Regions from separate parts of the Macaca mulatta genome. Here regions 1 and 3 are each linked to region 2. The links are chromatin contacts, called in public Hi-C maps. All regions are on one chromosome and are shown on one strand. Each heading gives the region's core, a stretch centred on a gene start, on an enhancer-like site or on the middle of the called end of the contact. The rest is flanking DNA. Distances are from core to core; before and after follow the strand shown.

The links. A called contact is a pair of places that touch in the nucleus more often than the background predicts.
Region 1: a contact with region 2 is called in a Hi-C map of CD4 T cells, with 4 times the contacts expected there. The contact joins the promoter of SPOCK2 here to the promoter of ASCC1 in region 2. A contact is called at or near these places in 2 of 14 Hi-C or Micro-C datasets (CD4 T cells and liver).
Region 3: a Hi-C map of blood shows a contact between it and region 2, with 6 times the contacts expected there. The contact joins the enhancer-like site here to the promoter of ASCC1 in region 2. A contact is called at or near these places in 6 of 14 Hi-C or Micro-C datasets (CD4 T cells, blood, fetal cortex germinal zone and 3 more).

What each region holds. Positions count from the first base shown.
Region 1 is chr9:77,525,976-77,528,675 of T2T-MMU8v2.0, forward strand. SPOCK2 (SPARC (osteonectin), cwcv and kazal like domains proteoglycan 2) reads left to right here and starts at 1,414. Exons shown (of 10, transcript XM_028826506.2): 1 at 1,414-1,823. The coding sequence starts at 1,635.
Region 2 is chr9:77,401,853-77,404,552 of T2T-MMU8v2.0, forward strand. It overlaps ASCC1 (activating signal cointegrator 1 complex subunit 1), which reads left to right and starts at 1,369. Exons shown (of 10, transcript NM_001194904.2): 1 at 1,369-1,668. The coding sequence starts at 1,637. It overlaps ANAPC16 (anaphase promoting complex subunit 16), which reads right to left. Exons shown (of 4, transcript NM_001257658.1): 1 at 2,624-2,700.
Region 3 is chr9:77,279,290-77,281,989 of T2T-MMU8v2.0, forward strand. DNAJB12 (DnaJ heat shock protein family (Hsp40) member B12) reads left to right here. Exons shown (of 9, transcript XM_028826503.2): 8 at 68-213; 9 at 1,386-1,475. The coding sequence ends at 189. Among named protein-coding and RNA genes, the nearest start is that of DNAJB12, 21 kb to the left of the region's middle. Within about 2 kb of position 1,317, at least 26 of the 40 cell types and tissues checked have an H3K27ac peak or open chromatin away from gene starts, as enhancers often do. A contact at or near this core is called in CD4 T cells and blood, where this site is marked.

The DNA.
Region 1 (2,700 bases), core at 164-2,663, 120 kb after region 2:
ATTACCATTAATTTTAGTTAGAAAATAGGTAATTGCTCAAGAATCTAGCCAGTAAGTGGGATTCTGTCCCCCAGTCTCCATGACAGCAAGCCGTGCTCTCCCACTGTGCAGCGCCAGGACACACCCAGGAAGAATGCTTTATTACTGTGAGATGAAGACGTCAATGGCCAGGGCCTCACTGCAGCACCACCAATAAATCCAACAGCAAAGGAAACAAGAAAACACGGAAAGGGAGCTATTGTTTTCTGTTTTCCCAAGGAGACTCCAGCCTGAGCCACTGAGGCATTCAGAGTTCCCAGACAGGCCAGATTCAGGGTGAGGAGGAACCTTGTAAGCTATGTTTTTTCCTACTGATTAAGATCATGTTTTTCATTGCCTTTTAAAATTTTATTTTTTAGATCACAGCAGCTAAGTCTTTTTAAAAACAGTCTAGGCCTTGGGTCACAAAAGTTCACTAGGTTTTGTCCCATTAGATGATGTTTCCTCTTTAATGTATTTGTAATGTAAACCTCTCCCCATTTCTGCTGTGATCTTGGGACTGTGGCCAGCCTCCAACCTTTCCCCGCTGGTATGTCAACATTTAAATCTACAGCCAATAAGGAGGGTCACAGTTTCAACAAAACACCTTAAACAAAACCAGCACCCCACCCCATCCCCGCACGTCCCAGCTTCCCCAGTGGCTCATTCAAACTAACTTAAAGTCAAAAAAACCATAAGCAAATATGCCTTTTCCAAATTTGCAGCCTCCAAGGCAGATGAAATGGTCAGACATTTGCCTTTTAGGGTTGTCCTAGGAAGAGCTAACAAAAAGGGTGACAGCCCCTAAACAGCTGCTTGGGAAGGAGGACATCTGCCTCTGTTTCACCAGCCACTCAGTGCTCAGGCCTTGCCTCGCGCAATGCGGTGCCACTGGGGAGCAATGGTTCTGAGCAGCCAGTTGTTATACGGCTTTTGTTTTAACGAAGCCACCCATTACGGTAGAGCCATAACTCCAGGAAGCCAGCTGTCAGGGTTGTGGCGCAGGCCCCTGCGGGTGGGAGGCAAGGGGAGAAAAACGGTGTCTGGCTAAATTCCCTTTCTGACACCTGAGCCTGGCTGGCTTTGTAACCGGAGAGTTTTGCGCCCTTTCCCCCATCCCATCTTCCCCGGGGAGATCCTGGGGCCCTTCTTGCTCTCCATCCTTGGAGGGAGCTCAGGGACATTTCGGGATTCTGATTTCTTGGTCTGCAACTCCCTGTGTGCCAGGCTGGGCTGGGCCCCGCTGCGACTGGCTGGCGTTTGGCGCTCTCATCCAGAGAGCGCTTCGCTTTGAAATCTACCCACTCCTTTTTTTTTTTTTTTTTAAACCAGGTATGATGATGTCAAACGTGATGCTGATGCTACAGTTACAGCCCCTGCTGGCGCAGCCTCTCTGATTCTGTCTTCCTCTCCGCGTCCAGTGCTGGGCTTTTTCAGACAAGTGCATCTCCTAACCAGGTCACATTTCAGCCGCGACCCACTCTCCGCCAGTCACCGGACGCAGACCGCGGGAGGAGGGCTGAGGACAGCCGCGTGCTCTTCACCAGCAGCGGGGTGGGAGGAAGGACATTAAAATACTGCAGAAGTCAAGACCCCCAGGTAGAACCCGGACCACGATGCGCGCCCCGGGCTGCGGGCGACTGGTGCTGCCGTTGCTGCTCCTGACCGCGGCAGCCCTGGCCGAAGGTGACGCCAAGGGTCTCAAGGAGGGCGAGACCCCCGGCAATTTCATGGAGGACGAGCAATGGCTGTCGTCCATCTCGCAGTACAGCGGCAAGATCAAGCACTGGAACCGCTTCCGAGACGTGAGTCCGCAGGGCCGCCCGGGCAGAGGCCCAGGGTTGCAGGTTAGGGGAGTGAGCTCCAGGATCTGCGGGAGTGGCCGCCGCACGTCGCAGCCCAAGGCTCCGCAGCCCGGCCGGCTAATTACACGGAGAGTAAACAGTATGGGGGTCACAGCCTGGCGCCCCTCCCGTGTCCCTGTGGCCCTGGCCGGCGGCCCTGGGACCCCCCCAAGCCCCGGGACCCTCAGCCCCACACCCGCCCGACACTCCGGGGGCGCACTCTCCCGGGTCGCCCCTGCGGGCCGGGAGCGGGAAGGGGTGCGGGGCCGGGGGAACCCGGGCTCTGGCTGCTGCTGGACCCCGACCCGCTCCCCCGCTGCGTTGTGCGAGCCGCCCCCGGGCCTGTCCCAGCCACGGGGATGCTGCAGGCTGCACATACGGGGCACTGCAGCACCGGCAGGTCTGGGTGGGGCCGGCAGTGAGGGTGGCATCGGCTCGCGCGGTGCCCTCTGTTCCCACCGTGGGCTTTGCGGGAGGGGGCAGCAGGGGACGGGAGTGTGGCCGGGGCTCTGGGTCTGGGGTCCCAGCAGCTTTCCTAGGCGAGATGGTGGAAGGCGTGTCTGTACGGGGGTGGGCTGGGGTTCCCGTGCAGAAGGGCGCGCGAGGACCCAGGAGGGTTTTCCTGGACCAATCTTTCAGGGGGGAACCCAGCTCGGAGCGAGGGGAGCAGCTCGGAGCCGCAGGAAGGCTCCCGACCCGGTGGGCTTGAGAAGCCCGGGAGAGCCCAGAAGCTGGGTCTGGGGGCCCCCGGCGGGCGCCGCCCGAACCCCTGCGTAACCTTGGGCCGAACTCCGCGGGGTGGGGGCGGGGGGGCGGCTGCGGCACTTTTGTTTACCGG
Region 2 (2,700 bases), core at 119-2,618:
AAAAATAAAACTGAGGTGTAGAGACAATTTTAGCTTATCTGCTGTGACATTCTGAAGCAATGGCTTGTTGGCATGTCATTTGTCATGTGCAAGGTAAAGCAGCATAGTGGGTAAGATTATGAAGCCTCTCTGAGTTCTGGTTTTGCTACTTACTTGCTGCAAGACTGTGGACAAATCATTTCACCCATTTATGCCTAGTGTTCCATTATTGGAACGCTAAGCATGTGGGAGTTATTTATATCGTACTGCTCAAGGTCATTGCCAAGGTCTGATGGCAAAAATGTAAAAAATTGCAACTTCTGTTTTTTTTTTTTTTTTTTTTTTTTTTTGAGATGGAGTTTCGCTCTTGTTGCCCAGGCTGGAGTGCAACGGCACGATCTTGGCTCACCGCAACCTCCGCGTCCGCCTCCCACTTCGGGATCTTTTTGTTCCTTGGTTGTCTTATCTGCAAAACGGGAAACAGGTTGAGTACCCTTCATCCCAAATGCTTGGGACTGGAGGTATTTTGGATTTCGGATTTTTTCCCAGGTTTTGGGATATTTGCATTATACGTAACGATTAAGCCTCCCAAATCCGAAAATCTAAAATTCAAAATGCTCCAAAAAGCACTTCCTTTGACCATCCCGTCAGTGCTCAAGTTTTAAATTTTGGAGGATTTTGGATTTCTAGATTAAGGATACTCAACCTGTAATAACATCACCTACCTCACACAGGTGTGACAAAGATTAATTAATACACGTAAAACACTTGGAATGGTTACAGGCTTAGTAAACACTTCATAAATCTTGGCTGTTCAAAATCATTAACGGAGAGTTACTCCTGAGTGTTTTTTCCTATGCAGATCCCAGTTTTTCATACTTACTATGAAAAAACTTCATGGAAAAAGTCTTAATTCTCTCCATCTAACAGAGTTAGCAAGCTCCCAGAGGGGAAAGAATCTGCTCAGGAGGAGGGCCAATACCTTCTATTAAGCACTTTACACTTTCATTTTTATTTATTTATTTTTTTTGAGACGGAGTCTCGCTCTATTAAGTGCTTCTATTAAGCACTCCAGGCTGGAGTGCAGTGGTGCGATCTCGGCTCACAGCAAGCTCTGCTTCCCGGGTTCACGCCATTCTCCCGTCTCAGCCTCCCGAGTTGCTGGGACTACAGGCGCCCGCCACCACTCCCGGCTAATTTTTTGTATTTTTTTTAAGTAGAAACGGGGTTTCACCATGTTAGCCAGGAAAATCTTGATCTCCCGACCTCGTGATCAGGCCCGCCTCGGCCTCCCAAAGTGCTGGGATTACAGGTGTGAGCCACTGCGCCCGGCCTACACTTTCATTTTAAGGTTCATGATCTTAAGAAACATCCTGCCACCTTCGAAGTCTTTCTACCCTCAATGCCGAGCACAGAACCTGGGTCACAGTGTTTCCACAGTGCTTCCTGAGCATTTCGGATGAATGAATGAAGAACAAATGACAGAACGCAGGGCTCAGCAAAGGTTATGCAGGAGATAGACAAGCGTGGTGTCATCAGTATTGGTTCATTACGGATTTTTTTTCTCATTGTGCAGATCTATTCGCACAACTCTATTTTCAACTAGTCTGAGAGGCCCACCGGAGGTGCTCAGTAATGTTCTGTTGAACAAATACTGATGAAGTATCCTGGGATTTGGCCCTGTCAGGGAAGTTGGGGCTGACAGTGGAGATCCTCACAGGAGAGTAACGATGCTTTGTGGACAGATTGCTGTGTCCGAGCTAAGATGCTTAAACATTTACTTCATGTACGGCAGGGATGACCTCGCATTCATAGTTTTTTTTTTTTTGAGACGGAGTCTCCCTCTGTCGCCCAGGCCAGAATGCAGTGGCACAATCTCGGCTCACTGCCAGCTCCGCCTCCCGGGTTCACGCCATTCTCCTGCCTCAGCCTCCCCAGTAGCTGGGACTACAGGCGCCTGCCACCACGCCCAGCTAATTTTGTTTTGTATTTAACACGGTGAAACCCCGTGTTAGCCAGTATGGCCTCGATCTCCTGACCTCGTGATCCGCCAGCCTCGGCCTCCCAAAGTGCTGGGATTACAGGCGTGGGCCACCGCGCCCGGCCTTCATAGTTTTATGAATATAAATTCCTTTCCTTTCTAACAGACATATGCCTATTTTCTTAAAAAGAGTAATTCCTTAAAAGTTCCTACCCTAGTACAAAGGCAAATCATTACAAGCAATCATTAAATTCCATCATCAAAAAATCGTTCCACTTCAAAACAGCTGGATTACAACCCAAACCAAACAGACGCCGCAGCTGTAACCGGGGGTGGGGTGGGCGTGGAGAGAGAGTGGCCAGAGAGGGGAGCGGTCAGAACACCAGCGGCTCCCAAGCTAACTCCTAGCCACATTTCCCACCCAGCTGGGTCCACAGGAAACGACGCCATCGGCGCTGTCCCACTGCGCAGGCGCCACCCCTTGGCCCGCATGCGCACTCAGTCAAACCCGGCCTGGGAAAATTTCCTGTCGCACGTCTGCTACAGCAGTCTCCTGTTTCTCCTCCTACCTTCTCCATTTTTCTAGTCCCTGCAGGTAGGATCCTAAGGGTTAACTCCCTTTTCACCAAGCTCCCCAGGGCCCTTCAGCCCTCGGCCTCTTACCTCAGCGGCTTTAGCACTTTCCCCTACAGCCCCGCCCCCAGGACCAGCCGGAGCGGTCACGCTCACCACGACGAGGA
Region 3 (2,700 bases), core at 67-2,566, 120 kb before region 2:
GCTCTCCAGTCCCTGCAGGCTTCAGGAGGTACTGGGTGTGTGCTAACCCTGTCCCATTGCTTTGCAGAGGAAGGCTTGCTGTACCGGGCCCGTTACTTTGGCGACACAGATATGTACCACAAAGCACAGAAGATGAGCACCCCCAGCTGCAGCCGACTGTCAGAGGTGCAGGCCTCCCTGCATGGATAGTCCTGGGCCAGCCACGCCACCAAGGTCCAAGTATGAGCCAGGGCTGCCTCCACCCTGCAACTCCTGGCAGCTTTGGCCCTGGTCATGAGGCAGAGGAGGGAGGGGGAGAAAGGGAGGAAGCCTGGTGATTGTGGCAAAGACTCCTGTCCCCAGCCTGACCTCCAGCCTCCAGAGACTGGGCAGCTGTGGGGCCTGCTAGAAACCAAGGTCGGTTTCCGCCCTCTAGCGATGCTCTCCACCCCCACTCCTGCAGTCTCGCTCCCTGGCTCCGGGGGTGTGGGGGACCCCAGAGCCAGGCAGAGTGGGAACTCGAAACTGTTGCTGAGGGCCACCTGGGGCTTCTTGGTCCACTCCAGCCATCAGTCAGCACAGCCCTTTCTCCAGCACAGCAGACTATTGTCCATGCCCTGGTATTCAGGCCATCACATATTGTGGGGCCCAAGAGAGCCCCACACGCACACTGCCTGCCTGATACCAGGAAGAACCATGTGGGAACAGGTGGGCCAAGAGCCCTCCTCTTCCTCCATCCCTCCAGCGAGGAGGAAATGGAGCAAGATGAACAGGCAGCCGCGAGGTGGGTGGGAGCTGGCAGGCTTGGCGGCGGGAGGGGCCGCGGGCCCTGACCACCCCCTTCTGGTGGGATCTGAGGCACTCTCTCTAATGCCGCCACACCTGGCAGCGTGGAAACCACAGGCATCCGGCCCTGCCCAGGCATCTCGCCTGCGGTCTGAGGAAGGGAACAGAAGGTCATGAGTTCAGGGTCAGATGCAGCCGCTCAGCACAGGAGGGGTGGAGGGGAAATGAGAGTTGCTCGTAGCAGGCTCCCTCCTACAGCCCGGCGAATGGGGGTGCTGGGCTCTGCTCCCAGCGTTTGCCAGAGATGGCCACTTCGGCCAAGCCCGGAGAAGTGTGGGCAGAAGCAGTGAAGGTTCTCTGTGCGGGTGCCCTGTCCACCCCCTCCTTTGCCTGTGTCCTCCCAGCCTGGATCCACAGCTGACTCTGCCTAGAGGCCATTTGTGTCTGCCTCTGTGCCGCCGCAGGAGGGCAGACCGCAGGTGGGGTTGGTGGGGGTCGAGCAGGCAGCACGGTGCAGTGGTGCAGTGGCACAGTGGCAAGGGGGGCTACTTGTATGGCGTAAGCTAGAGGAGCCGGTGCCGCCTGACTGCCGAGCTAACTGTTGCCACTCTCCTCCCCAGACTATGAAATCCCTGGAGAATTTTTGGTGACACGCACTGAGCCAAGGTGATGGACTGTATATTTGAGGAAAGACATACAAAGAAACAAAATTAAAATGGAATTGGAGGCCGAACGCTGCACAGCTGCCCTCTCTCTCACCCAGTAAATGCAGAAAGCTCTTAGGACAGACAGAAAACCTGCCATGGGGCTGCTTCCCTCCCTCCCAGGGCTGGCGGAGGCTCCGCACCGGCTCTCTCCTAGGATACAGAAACCATGGCAACGAAAGTAGAATGTAAAACTCCCAGCAGATATCAGTGGGAAGGGCTGGGGGAGGGGGCACCCAGCTGCCTTTCCTCCCTCACAGGAGCCACCACCAGCCACCTCTCAGGAGAAGCCAAAGGCGCTGGCCAAGGATAGAGAGGAGGAAGAAAGAACTCTCCATAGAATGTAATTTATAGATGCGCATATATGTATATATATCTATTTATATGTAAATAGGCATATATGAAGATATATATATATAGTCTACTTTTTAAACTCTGCAGGGATTTGGTTAAGTTGTTGAGCTGATTTCTTCCATGTTTTAGAAAATGAGGCCTGTTTGGGGAAGGCACCCTGGTGATGTTTTTGCTAGACATTAGCTAAAGCTGACAGCGTCAGGAGAGTCACGCCAGAGCTTTTCACGGCCCCCCGAAACCCCAACCTGGTTTTGATGGCAGCAGTAATCATGATAGTGTGAACCCGTGAAGGCCTCAGGATAACGGTTAACCTGAAGAGGAGCAGGCCGTGGAGGCAGGTACCAGGTCAGTATTGAGTCACAGGAGAGGCACGACAAGGACCTGCTTGGGTGAGGCCACCCCTTCCCTCTGAGCAGCACTAGTGGGCTCTTTGTCCTGGTGCCCAGGAGCCCTCCAGCCCCCTGCCCACAGAAGGGAAGGCCTGCAGAGGGGGCCAGGATCTGCCTAACCACTTCCCCATCCCTAAGCCCCTCAGTGGGCTTTGCCTTATAGGTGCCACAGGGCACAGCTCCATCATTGCCACTGGTTTTTCCTAAGTCCTGCACCAAGGATTTCAGAAGGTTCTTCCTCCGAGTCAGCCAGTGGTGCCGGGACCCCAGGGCAGCCTCCTCAACTCCTGAAGAAAAGTCAGTGCCCATGGGTGCCTCTCTTCACCCGCTGTGGATGTGACCACCAGGCCTCCTCTTGTACCTTGGACAAGGGATACACCTGAACCAGAATAGTTTTCTTACCCTCACCTTCAAATGAGGATTTTGCTCAAAACAGCACTTGCTGCCAGGGGGAGGAGGGAGGTTTCTTTATTCCCACAGTTTCTACT